Linked DNA regions of Rattus norvegicus: all the other regions are linked to region 2. A link is a contact called in public Hi-C data. All regions are on one chromosome and are shown on one strand. The core of a region is the stretch at or near the end of the contact, and the rest is flanking DNA. Distances in the headings are between cores, read along the strand shown. Region 1 holds the start of Rcl1 (RNA terminal phosphate cyclase-like 1). Region 2 holds the start of Jak2 (Janus kinase 2). Region 3 has its middle 9.0 kb from the start of Ak3.

What was found. A called contact is a pair of places that touch in the nucleus more often than the background predicts.
Region 1: a contact with region 2 is called in a Hi-C map of frontal cortex, with 2.2 times the contacts expected there. The contact joins the promoter of Rcl1 here to the promoter of Jak2 in region 2.
Region 3: a Hi-C map of the A7r5 cell line shows a contact between it and region 2, with 3 times the contacts expected there. The contact joins the enhancer-like site here to the promoter of Jak2 in region 2. A contact is called at or near these places in 10 of 12 Hi-C or Micro-C datasets (the A7r5 cell line, the Rat2 cell line, Schwann cells and 5 more) and 1 of 1 datasets of contacts at active chromatin or transcription factors (oligodendrocytes).

What each region holds. Positions count from the first base shown.
Region 1 is chr1:236,236,521-236,240,884 of GRCr8, reverse strand. Rcl1 (RNA terminal phosphate cyclase-like 1) reads right to left here and starts at 2,770. Exons shown (of 9, transcript NM_001399456.1): 1 at 2,550-2,770. The coding sequence starts at 2,685.
Region 2 is chr1:236,406,419-236,411,014 of GRCr8, reverse strand. Jak2 (Janus kinase 2) reads right to left here and starts at 2,110. Exons shown (of 25, transcript NM_031514.1): 1 at 2,063-2,110; 2 at 1,668-1,750.
Region 3 is chr1:236,184,960-236,189,431 of GRCr8, reverse strand. No RefSeq gene overlaps it. Among named protein-coding and RNA genes, the nearest start is that of Ak3, 9.0 kb to the right of the region's middle. Within about 2 kb of position 2,996, at least 6 of the 93 cell types and tissues checked have an H3K27ac peak or open chromatin away from gene starts, as enhancers often do. A contact at or near this core is called in the A7r5 cell line, where this site is marked.

The sequences.
Region 1 (4,364 bases), core at 1,521-4,020, 170 kb after region 2:
CAGTTAGCTAGGACTAGGGTATTAAAGCCCATGCCTATAGTGACACACCCACTCCCACGAGACCACACCTACTGTAACAAAGCCACACCTCCAAATAGTGCCACTCCCTGGGCCAAGCAAATACAAACCATCACACAAGGATTGAACTATGAATCCAGATCATGTGTCCAAGGCCACACACATGTGTTTATGTATATGTACATATTTTGCACACTTAACCTATGTATGTATTCACAGGCATGATAAGCCTACAAATTAAAGTTGAGATGTGAATCTAGGTCTCTCTGTAAGTAACCAAACAGTAAGCACTTAAGCCAGCATAAAACCTCAAATGGTAATCTCTGCTACACTAGTACCTTGAGTAAGTGTGTTAGTTAGGTTTTGACACAAACCGGAGTCAGCCGAGGAGAGGAAATTTCAATTCAGAAAGTAGACACATCAGATTGGTCTATGGGCAAGCCTGTAGTACATTTTCTTGTCCACTGTGAATGATGCTCCCCCTGGGCAGGTATGCAGTATATAAGAAAGAAAACAGGGCAAGCCCATAAGCAGGATTCTTTCCTGGTCTCTGGTTTGAGCTCCTACCCTGACTTCCCTTCCTGATCAACTACAACTGTAAATTGAAAAAAAACTCTTCCTCCCCAGATGGCTTTTAGTCAGGGTGTTTTGTCACACCAAAGAACCTTAAGACATGGGGTAAAGCAAATTATTTTCTACAGTGCTGCAACCCATAAAATACCAGCTAGTACTGCCTCCCCAGGTACCAGAATCCCCTAGCCTTTCAGGAAAATGCCAAGGTAAAAGTCCTGCTTTTGAAAGAAACAGGAGCTCACTCATATGTGAGTTCCTAGAAACATTGAAATATTGGAAGGCACCTATCAGTCAACTCTGAATTCTATCTTACAGGCAACATATTTGTAAAAGAAAGCCCAGGTCTCCAGGCTAAAGCATTTTTTATTTAAAAAAATTAAATTAATAATAATAACAACAACAACGACAACAAACTTGTGCCCAGTGGCCATAGCAGAAGCAAGGTCTCCAGGCTGGGGTTGAAAACACAACACAGCCCAAGCAATAAAGTCTCCCAAGGACCAGATGTAAAGCTGGGGTGTAGAGGGAGCGGGGGGAAAGAGTAGTCTCTCAACTTCCGAGGTTTTTGGCTGTTTGCTTTCCGTTTTTGTTTCTGTTAAATGATTTTTTTTTCCCCACAACAGGGTCTGACTATGTAGCTCTGGCTGGAACTCACAAGTGTAGACCAGGCTGGCTTCTAACTCAGACACACACCTGGCCTCTGCTTCCCACTTTTTTGTTTTAAGACAAAAACTCACTGTGTGACCCAGGCTGGCCTTGAACTTGAGATCTTCCTGCCTCGGCACACTGAGTGCTGGGATTGTAAGATCGTGTCGCCAGGCCGGTGTTCAATCCAGCAGTGCAGGGGAGATAGACTTTACTCATCATCTCCCTGAGCCTTCTAGTTGTTTTTCCTTTTCTAACCTTCTATTTCCGTCACCATGCACGAAACTTCAAGAGTGGCAGAAATGGAACTATAAAAACCATTCAGACAGATGATGAAACAGTCTAGCTGTCTAGTACAAAAACCTCTGCAAAAACAAATATACTGGCCCAGGAGGTCTCCTGAACCAACTGCAGCCCGGCTCCACCTTCAGACTACAGACAGGTTTTCTCTTTTTGGTTTTAATTGATTCAGTTGTCATAGTCTGAAGGGATCTGGATGACACCTTTGAACACGTACCTAAATTCTAGGGGAACAGGGGCAAACCAAGGCCATTTAATGAGACATGGGTTCAAATGTTCAACCTATCTATCTACCTTTGTGGGGCAGATAAATCAATAAGAGGTTTGAAGCCTGCAGTTTATTGTCTGGCCTTCCTTTTCCTTAAGTCAAGACGACTCGGTCCATGACATAAAAACTATCTGCTGAGAGTTCTGTAGCAGGCCTGTAATCCCAGCATTCGGGAGGTGGAGGTAGAAGGAAGAGGAGTTGAAGAGCATCCCTCTGTTACACACCTAGTTTGAGGCCAGCCTGGACAACATGAGATTCCAGTTCAAAGAAAAACACAACAAAACCCCATTTCAAAGCTTCTGTACTGCGCACATCGGTGACTAATAGAAACAAGCGCATCAGTTAAAAATAAAATTTTATAATTCATGGGGCGAGGGGGGATAAATAATAGCGACAAGAACTGCTGTCCAAGCTCTCCAGTATCTGTCCATCCACTCACTCAATCACTACATGTTAGTCCAAAAAACTGTTTTTCTCCTGAAAGGTTATGGCGAAAGCAAGAGACTCAAGAGAGGGAAGCGAGTGGGCGATGCCTACGATTCGTAGCAACAAGCTAACCAGGAAAACGTGTAGCTGTTTACTATTCGCGACCAGGAGCCGCAGGGCATCGTTCCACGCGTGGCGCAGCTCGCGGACAGATCTGTCTCCGCGCCGCCCGACCTCCATCCCTCCCACGCGCCCAGCGGCCACTCCGGGCTGCGACCCCGGACACCCCCCCCCCTCCTCGCGCCCCCTCCCAAGTCACCTCGGAGGCCCGGGTTGTCGTCTCTGGCCCGAATCCTGCGGATCTTGACCGGGCGCCCGCTCAAGGTGGACAGGACCAGCCTCTGGCGCAGGAAGTTACACCCCGCGTAGCTGAGGGAGTGTGCCTGGGTCGCCATGTGCGCACCGTCCGCAGAGGCAGAGGAGCGGGGAGCGCGACCCGGGCCACAGTGGCCCCCGACGCGTCCACGTGGTTTAGAACAGGAAGACAGAGCGACTAGACACCGGGTCAGAGGGGAGCGGGGCGGAGCCAGCGGCCGCTCGCCCGCCTCCTCGCCTAGCTGGGGCGGCCCGGGCGCCGGGGCACACTCTCATTGGCCCACGGGAGAGCTGGGCGTTGCCCTTTCTGCGTCGCCATTGGTCTGCGCTGTAGCTGGGCGGTGCTCCTGCCGCGTCGCCATTGGCCGGTAGTGAAAGAGGGCGGTGCCCGGGCCCCAGCAACAGCGCGCGGCTGGAGGGAACGCGTAGTGTTGCGGGAAAACCCTGGCGCCCAGGCGCCGCGGGGGTCTGTCTGTGCACGACTTTCACGGCCTATGCGCCAAAGGAGGCAATGGCTCCGCCTGGGTGCCCGCAGTTGGCTGGTACTTAGCTTCTCCCCTGCGGCAGCCCCGGCAGAGAAAGCTAGCCTCTCCCGCGTTTTCCTGCAACAGAAGAGAACAGGATTGGCGCGCTTACCCTGTTGTTAGCGCTGGGTCTGGGTCCTTGCCGAAATCGTCAGAGGTGCAGCCTACAGTCTTTCAAGCTGTCAGAGGCTGCCTGAATTAGGACCCGAGCCTTTAGACAAGAGGACACTGCTTATTTTGTAACGAGGGGCCTCGCTTTGTCCCCTTCTCATCTGCCCCTTCGTTTATATTCTTTGAGTTTGGTGTCAAAACAGATCTGTCACCTCGCACGACCTAAAATGGACAGTTGCAATAACTTCAAGACATATATGTTGGTGCATACGCGGGGAATGGGTGGGTGGGAGTCTTGCTTTTCCATCTTTCCTGTCATCCAATCTTGCACTCCAAAACCTTCCTAAATATTGTATTGTTTCACTTCTCCATTAAAACAACAACAGCAACAACAATCAAATGCCTACCAACTTAGGAACTCAGTATCTTAGCGTTAGGTTTGCAGCCGTTCACGGGCTGTAACACCAGACCTTAAGTCCCAGAAAGCACAGTGGAGGACAGAGTGGAAGCTGGAGAAAGAATGGCCATCCTAAGCGGGCGAGAGTGACAAGGAAACCCCGGAGGAGCATCTAAAGGGTGGCAGTCAGTGAGGAGGCACCTCGTCTATGGATCAGCCCTAGCCATTCTGTCAGACTGTTAAGTGTGGTCTGACAGGCAGCGTTGGAAAAGCTCTAAGACCCTTAGACTCTCCTCTGAACGCTGTTGTGAAGAATACTAAAGAACCAGGAGTACTTTCACATCAGGAGTGGATTTTTCATTTTCGTGTTTAATGCTATCTCGTTTAATTACTCAATAACCTTTAGAAAAAATTATTCAATAAAGAATGCTCACGCTCGTTCAGAGCTCACTATTTTCAATGCAAACCTGCTGAGTTTTATTCCATCAGCGTCTCACGTCTGCTTCTAGATTTTTCAAGCCCACCTGGAATTTGCAGGCCAATAGTACTGGGGTATTAATTCTCCTAGTCTTCAAGCAATGACCAACTGAAGCTGACATGGAAATACCCAGGCTCTCTTTCCTCATCCAGGAGGTAACTCTGGGGTGTCCTTTAAGCTCCAGTTTCTGACAGTGGTATCCTCTTGGTTAAGCACCATTTCCTGGCTTCTTTCCCTGTATCTCTTTCC
Region 2 (4,596 bases), core at 861-3,360:
TTTTCACACAGTAAACCCTGAAAATACAGCTTTACAAAGGCACGCCACTGTAGGAACGGACAGAACTTCCTACCCCTGAAACTCCCTCAAGTAAGTTCATTGGTGCTCTAGCACCTGACAGAGTTTGGGAAACTGAGAACTAAGAGAGGGAGCCTAAAAAAGGAAAAACAGCGTAATGGAGGGGCAAAGGACAAGTCTGTGCACAGTTAACCACAAGAGGGCAGCACCACCAGGCTCAGGAGTCAAACCCTTCCCATACAAAGGCTGTAAATACATTGGCATGCAGTTTCTCCATGCTCTGTGGAAGAAGCACCAGGACTGACCACCTATGCACCGCCCAGCTAGAAACCTCCTTTGCCTGACCAGCTACGAGAAGCTAAGACTTTCAAAAGTGGCCGAACCATTCACTACTCTGTACGCATCCCACCAAGGCTCGCACAATGCTCTAAGAAAATAAATTGTAAGTAATACAGCCATGAAACGGAAAGAACACCATTATCCTAACCTAGGTCCACACACTCAGATCTAACTCCAAAGTCAATGGTCTTTTCCTATTTTGCCAGAAAAGGAGTCCATCTTTCAAGAATAACCTATCTGGTTATTGGCAGAGAAAAAACATGTTTGCTTTTCTCATTCAAGACACCTTCAAATTACAAAGGAAAAGACACTAAAAGAAACGAAGCCGGGTGGGTGGTGGCGAAGGCTTTTAATCCCAGCATTTGGAAGGCAGAGGCAGGAGATTCTCTGAGTTGGAGGCTAGCCTGGTCTACAGGGCAAGTTTCACGATCCTCCACAAAGGCAAAACCAACCCTGAGTGCTCGCCTACACGTTGTAGCCTACACGTTGGGCAGCTTCCAGTCCAGGTAAATGTTATCGCCTGTAGACTACTGAGTACTATTAGGAGAAGTCCTGGACACATCCAGTCTGCAGATGCACCACACTCAAGCGAACTCACATACAACCAAAGGATCTTAATATCTGGAATAGTAAACAGGTAGAGGACATAGAGAAAGAGGACCAAAAATTGATGATTCATTTTCAAATCTGCTGGGAATTATATCAGACTATTTGCAGTAAGCCAACAATTCACTCATACAAACCTATTATGAAACCAAAAGCAACCTCCCACTCTCTTATTCCCACTTCTGTTTCCCTTCTTCGCATTTCTCCTCCTCTCTGTGACAACACTCAGTGGCTCCTGCCCTTTCATTCCTCTGACAGACTAGTAACCACCGGAAAGCAAACTACGTACATTCAACCGACAAGGCAGGTGAATACAGGAAGCATTCAATGTGGCAGCAGAAACTCAGCAAAAACAACCAGTGTGTTCCCTCAACCCGTATTTCTAATTACTTGAAAATTAAGACTCGGGCTACCTAAAGAGAAAGGGGAGAAGGGGACGACTTCTTTTTTTCCTCTCTGCAAGACCACACTGTAAAGCCAACAAAGACTGCTTCTTAAAGGATCCAAGAGACACAATAAATACCACCCAATTATTCTCCCACAGCAACAGGAAAAGTTCAACACTGCCATTTTCGCAGTAAGCAACAATTAGCCCTGTCGTTCTACACAAGCATCCAGCCTCCCTAGCAGGCACTGGCTCGCAGATCTCAGACGCCCTTGTCTTTAACTGCAGCACCCAGGCAGCCCCGAGATCTAACACCCACCTTCCCGGGAGGGGAAAGAAGGGCCTCTTCTTCTGTGGAGGAAAAACAGTTCACATCTTGTTCCCGTCGCCTGCTTCAGGAACCTAAAAACAGAAACAGCAGTCACTAACTCAGAAACCCGGGGCAAATAGATGCTTTTTCCCCCCAGCGCTGTTTAGACGTCTAGAAAAATTTACAGAAGAATAAGAAAGAGGGTGGGTCGGGTTCTAAGGCACACCGGGATGCGTGCATTTATCAACAGCCAGCCACTCCTTCCTAGGCTGTCGGAAACCCGCAGGTTTTCTAGCTTTGAAGTTCCCTGCCAGCAGAGGGGGGCTAAGTGGCGAGCAGGAGGCGGGACCGCAGGGAGAACCGCTGCCCCCCACCCCCATCCAGCAGCAAGGGACTGCACCCACCGGCGACACGGGTCGGGCCACACAGGAGCGCCCGGAGGCGCGCAGGATCCGCTCCTCCGCGACGTGTCGGGAGGGCCGAGGTCTAGGGAGCCCCCGGGCCGGGCGTAGGGTCGAGCGGCCGCCAGGCTGGGCCCTAGGGGGCCCTCCCGCGCGGGCTTGGCCCGCACTCACATCCCGCAGCGGCGGACCCGGGAGCCGCCTGCAACCCTCGTCCGGACCGGCGCCTCCGGACCCGGGGCCGCGGCCGAGGCGCCGACGCCGCGCGAGCTCGCCCAGAGCCGGGGCCCGCCCAGCCTGTCAGCTCGGCGGGAGGCCGGCGGTAGCCGCTGCTGCCCCCTTTCTGCTCTGCCTCAGCTTCCTGCAGCCCACGCCACGCCCACCGCGCGCCGAGCCCGTCCCCGCCCTCCAGGGGCCGCACGCCGCCTCGGCTCGGCCAGCGACTCCGGCTCAGTCGCCCCTGCGCGGCGGGCTCTGTCGCGGCGCAGCCTCAGGCCGAGAGCCGAGGAGCCGGGCGTAGGCAAGCCAGCGGAGGTGGGGCGGAGGCGGAGGCGGAGGCCGGCACGTCCCACTGCGCCTGCGCCGCCCGCGGGGCTGGGCCCAGGCTGGGGAGGCGGTCGCGGGCTCCGGGGAAGCGGAGGCGCGCGTGGAGATTCCCGGGGCAGCCCCAGGGCGAGAGCGCGCGAGGAGGAGGAGCGAGGCGGGTGCGGGTTAGCGCAGTCTCTGGGCGTGCTTGCGGCCTCCGCTCGCCGAGGAGCCGGCTGGGAATGAGTCAGCCCGGCCGGGAAGGCCCCGGTGCGTCCGAGCTGATAGGATAGGCAGCCGCTGCCTCCGCGGAGACTTTCCCCTTCCTGCTTTCGCTTCCACATGTGGCTCCCTGCCCTAAGCGCTCAGCCCAGGGGACGTGGCACCGTGGACCGGGCACTGAGACCCAAATCTTCTGTTAGCCACCACTTCTGCAAAGGGGCGGGTTGGAAGAAGAAACGACACGCAGGGTCCCAAAGAGCCACGTTCATTCATTGAAGAACAAAGTCTCCCAAGGATAGCAGATGAAGACAACCTCCATTCTATATACTCTATTCTCATAGAAACCACAAAATACGCTTTAAATCTGCACTGTGCTGTGTGTGTGCTTGCCAGTAACATGGACACACACACACACACACACACACACACACACACACACACACACACACACACGGATCTGAGTGGAGATGTTATTTTGGGATGACCAGAAAAGAACCCCTAGAGTGACATTTGAGCAGAAACTTGAAGGATGAGAACGATCCAGTCCTGGAACTATCTGGTTTCAAGAAAGCTAAAAATGAGAAGGATTTCTGAAAAGGGGATGTGTTTGGCACTTTTAAGGACCACGAAAGAACCCTCTATGGAAGACAGTAAAAGGAAAGGGGCTAAATAATAAGAGTTCAAAGAAATAACTGGGGCCATTCTGTATAGGGCTTTTTTTTTTACTCTTAGCCCCAGGTTTGTGAACCGAAATGAAACATGCATAACACCCACAACCCCCTTGCATACATGATGCATTCAGATCTTACATCTAGTGATTTTCTTTTCCTTCATTTTTGAGTCAAGAATTCACAATGTAGCGCTTACTAGCCTCGAAATCACAGAAATCCTCCTACCTCTGCCAGGAGAATGCCGAGATCAAAGGTGTGTGCCGCCGCACAATGCATGGTTTCTTTAAGTAATTGTCATCAAAGCGAACGATAACGCAGGCAAGGAAAACTAGATGATTGACAATAGGCTTGCAGTATTTAAGTCCTTTGTCAACCCACACAGAAAAACCGAGTCGCTCGTTCATCATCATTTACAGTGAAAACCGTTTTCAGTGAAGTAAGAGTGAGCTGGTGCTAGTCTTGAACGTTGAGCTCTTTTTACTCTGTCCTGGGATGGTTTCCAGCTCTCGGTGTAATTCCTAGTAGAGGCACAAGCTGGAGATTTGCTGCACCCGTTAATCTTTTCACAAAGTTCCTGCATTCTCTGATAACGATAAGGGAGAGTTCCAAGGAATCTGACAAAACCTTTCATGACCTTCAAAAGCTGTGCACAAACAAATATAAAGTGGGTGATTAGACGTTTAGGTTTAGAACTTTTTAGCATGGCCAGATTAAAAAATAAAAGCTAATAGTTAGTTGTCTGCTGGGGCACTGGGTAGAGAGACGAGGGCAAGATTCTGTCCTTTCACCATAGTAGCAGAGCTGGATTCCACACCCAAATACTAACAAGACTGAATCAGTGCATGAGATCAGCCCTTGTGTTCTATATCTTTTTATAGCTCTTAGGTGGTTGTGCTATAAAGCCATAAGTGATACCACACTCAGAAGTCTAGGGCAAGAAGGTTCTGAGTTCAAGGCCAGCTCGAGCTACATAGCAAGACTTGGTTTCAAATAAACAAAGCAAGCCTAGGTTGGAAAATTCATGGTCAAGAGTTCCTAGCACTCACAACCTCTCAAGGCCCTCTTCTGACCTCAGATATTGAGCACACATGTAGTGCACATATATGCAGGCAAAATACT
Region 3 (4,472 bases), core at 1,747-4,246, 220 kb after region 2:
CACTGTGGGGGTGGGCTTTGGAGGTCTCCTCCTATGCTTAGGCTCCACCCATTATGGAAGAGAGCTTCCTCCTAGCTGCCTGAGGATGCCAGTTTTCTCCATAATGTCGATGGAAACCCTAAGACAGACACACATGTATACATATACTCCCAGGTATATACACACAGACACACACACACACACACACACACACACACACACACATACACACACACACACACACACACACACACCAATTAAGAGAATTCTTTTGTGGAATGCTTGCCACCATGTGAACAATATTGGATTCAATCCCCAGCACAGCCAACAAACAAACAACAAAAGTGAACAAATATATGGTCTTTGACTGGAATTCATCTTATAATGGAGAACGAGATAAGACTATTTTTTAGTCAAGCACCCAGGAGGCAGAAGCACGTAGATCTCTGAGTGCAAGGGCATCCTGGTCTACAGAGCGAGTTCCAGGACAGTCAGGACTATGCAGAGAAACCTTTCTCAAAAAACAAAAAACAAAACAAAACAAAAACCTCCCCTTCCTCCAAAATCCCAAAAGACCATTTCTTTCTGTTAGCTGCCTCTTACCCCTGGGTTTATTAAGGTCTCTCCCCTCCCTGTCATTATGAGATATCACTGCCATTGTCACATATCAAATTTCTAGATTAAATTAAGTTTAACTTTTGAATTTCCTATGCATTTATTCACGTGCATTGAATGTTTGTCCCAGGAAAAAAAAAAAAAAAAAAAAAACCATGACAACCTTTTTTCTCTTTTTTTGAAACAAGGTCTCTCTACAGAGTCCTAGCTTTCCTGGAACTCCCTATATAGACCAGGCTGGCCTTGAACTCAGAGATATGCTTGCCTCTGCCTCTTAAGTATTGGGAGTAAAGGTGTGTGCCACCATCTAATTTTATTTTGAGTCAGGCTTGCCGGTAGCACAGGCTCACTGAAGGCTGTCCTACATCAGCCTCTCTGTGCTAGGACTACCAGCTTTGCAAAAGGAGACGCCAAAGCTGCTGGGCTGTGGACGCTCCGCTCTCCCGGATGTACTTGCTGCCTTCAAGAGGGCTTGCGAGCGAGCCTGAGCGAGCCTGTGGTCTCCACCGCCCTGTCAAACTTCATGGCTATCACCTTGTCCATCCACTGACTGCCTTGTGTACTTTGATCTTGGATTCCCCCGCCTCCAGAGCTGTGGGCCACCAAATTATTTGAAGCACAACAGCCCAGTTTCAGATCCTTAGATGGGCTAAGGAGAACAGAGGTAGCATGGAGCAGACACGTGCCACGTGGAACTGGATGGGGGAGGCTGGGCTGTTTTCGGTAAACACTAGGAAAAGCCTGTCCTGCTGTAAAGGTCCTGATGAGACCTGGGTAGAAGAGGAGGGCGTCGGGGACCTCTACTCTTCTTGGAGATTCCTTAAGTGGTTGGAAATATGGACAGGAGACACTGCATGCGATACCACACGTTGAGGTATACTGAAAACAGAAGGATGTGCCTCCTCTTTATGGAGTGGCAAAGAACTTGGCTGAATCGCATCTCTGTCCCAGGCCTGCCAAAAAGAGCCTTCTGGGCGTGGTGTACCGGGAGCTGTGTAACTTCCTTTAACTTTGCAGAGTGAAACGGAAGAAAATAAAAGCGATTTAAATATGGAATTTGTTTGTTTGTTTATTGGTTTTCAAGACAGGGTTTCTCTGCATAGCCCTGGCTGTCCTGGAACTTTCTTTCTTGGCCAGGCTGACCTCAGACTCAGAGATCCTCCTGCTTCTGCCCCTTGAGTGCTGGGATTAAAGGCGTTGGCCACCATCGCTGGGGGATTTATCTTTTTTTTTTTTTTTTCTTTTCTTTTTTTCGGAGCTGGGGACCGAAACCAGGGCTTTGCGGTTGCTAGGCAAGCGCTCTACCACTGAGCTAAATCCCCAACCCTGGGATTTATCTTTTAATGAGAAGCAGGCTAGCTGTGGTCTGACTGTGGGATCTGTTCTAGCTGGACTGCCTTGTCTGGCCTCAGGGGTGGAGGATGTACCTAGCCCCACAGTGACCTGATGTGCTGGGGGGAGGGGGAGAGCTCCACCCTTTCAGAGGAGGAGTGAGAGGAGGAAGGAGTGTGTGTGTGTGTGTGTGTGTGTGTGTGTGTGTGTGTGTGTGTGTGTGTGTGTATGTGTGTTTGGAGGTGATGGGGAGAAGGGTCAGTGAGCGGGATGTAAAGTGTATAAATAAAAATAATAAATAAAGCCAGAAAAATGAAATAAAATAAAATAGGCAGGCCATAGAAGCGCAGCAAACTACCGGCCTAGTCAAGGGAAGAATGGAAAAGTAAGCTTAAAAGCATAGTGGGGTTGGGGTGACGAAGAGCTCTACCAAGGTTAGAAGGAAGCCAATTGCTAAGCTGCCTTGCATTGGGAGAATGACCCCACCACCACCACCTGTCCTCCATCCCCCCCCCCCCACAGTAGCACAGAGGTGACCAGTGTCCTACCCATCACAGGTTAACTGTACCAAGCTCCTGTGAGCAGAATGGTTGGTTCCCTGCCTGTACTAGCTGATTTTGTGTGTCAACTTGACACAAGCTCGAGTTATCACAGAAAAAGGAGCCTCAGTTGTGGAAATGCCTTCATGAGACCCAGCTGTAAGGCATTTTCTTAACTAGTGGTCAAGGTAGGAGGACCCAGTCCATGGTGGGTGGTGCTGTCCCTGGGCTGGTGGGCTTGGGTTCTATAAGAAAGCAAGCTGAGCAAGCCAGGGGAAGCAAGCCAGTAAGAAACATCCCTCCATGGCCTCTGCATCAGCTCCTGTTTCCTGGCCTGCTTCAGTTCCAGTCCTGACTTCCTTTGATGACGAACAGCAATGTGGAAGTGTAAGCTGAATAAACCCTTTCCTCCCCAACTTGCTTCTTGGTCCTGATGTTTATGCAGGAATAGAAACCCTGACTAAGACAACGCCCAATGCGTTCTGCTCTGAGTCTCCTGGACCAGCTGGGGCTCATCATGTAGCCCTAGCCACAACTGAGGACGTGCTCATGGCAAACCTCTGAATCACAGGCTGCGAAAGCTGTCAAGGCATAGCTTCCTCATCTACATTCCAAAGGTCAGAGGACAAATAGTGACACCCCTTCTCTCCTTCCACCGTGTGGGTCTCAGGGATTGAACTCAGCTTGTGAAACTTGGCAGTCAGAACCTGTACCTGCTGAGTCACCTTGCTGCCCTCCTCCCCCAAAGTGTTTCAATAGGAGTCAGCATGAAATAGAGTTGGATTTATTAGGCAATGGTAGTATGCACTTTAAATTTAAGCATGAGCATTCAGAGAGAAGCGTCCTAAGTGTGTGTATGCATTTGTATGTATCTGAGCCTAGGTATCTGATCTTGTGGCTTTGGAAGTGGCATTGCTCAAAGGATGTAATTTACAACCAGTTTAGAACCGGGTTCAAAGATTAACTGGTATTAAAACCTAGAAAAGTTTTAAAATTAAGGTAGAAAATGAACTGGCTTCTGTTTTTCTCTTGTCTTAAAGAATTTCCTCATTTATATGCAATCCTAAGGAGGTTTATGGGAGGGACTTTCAGGTTAAAGGATCAGAGTGAAGCGCTGATAAGGTTAAGCTCAAAGGTCACAGAATATGTTCTGCCTTAAACAGCGATGATGCATTTGTTTTCCTGAACTTTCTTGTTGAGATATCTCCGAGAAGCAGCGTGGCGTCTCTGTAGGCAATCTTCCTGACCTCATCAGTTGTGTTGTGGTTCTTGACTCTTAGCCAGTGAGATATGTAGACCAGATTTTGGAGTCAGGAGCTTTGGGCCCTTCTCATGTCCCCAGAATTCTTTCTGAATTTCTAGCTTGCTTCAGCATCTCAGACTAGAGCTTCTACTAGGAGAACTCCTAGCGGAATTGTGGAATTAGACTCCCTCTGAGGCCCCAGAACTATGGAACCACAGATGGGCAATGACTTTCTAGAGGAGCCACAGTCCTGACTCCAGCCCACAGAGGTGTGTGAACTGCAACCAAAAGAGCCACCCAGAGCCTCGATGTGCTGCTGGTCCATGGTGTGACAGTGAGACCTAGAGCCAAAGATTGCTTTTAGGCCTTGACAGCTCATGGGGCTTGCTCTGTGGAGTTTTGGGTTTACTCAAAGTTTTCTGTTTTTCTCTTTTTAAATGAGAATGCTCATCTCTGTCTCAACACTAAGCTTTGAAAGCATGTCACTTGTCTGATGTCATAGGTTCAAAGCTGGAGGGGAAGTCGAAGTTGAAATGGATTAGGGCTTTTGAAGCCACTTAGGTGGGATGGATGTGCTTTGTATCTGAGGCAAATGGGAGTTCTCAGATGGGTGCAGAAATCGCAGAAGGCTTCCCATAGTTTGAAGGGTTTTGCCTACAGAACTCATGTTAAATTTAATTTGCCACTGTGACGACGCTGGAGATTGGTGAGTTTAAAGACTTAATAAAGAGCAATAGTTTGTGGACTGTCAGTCCTTTTACCAC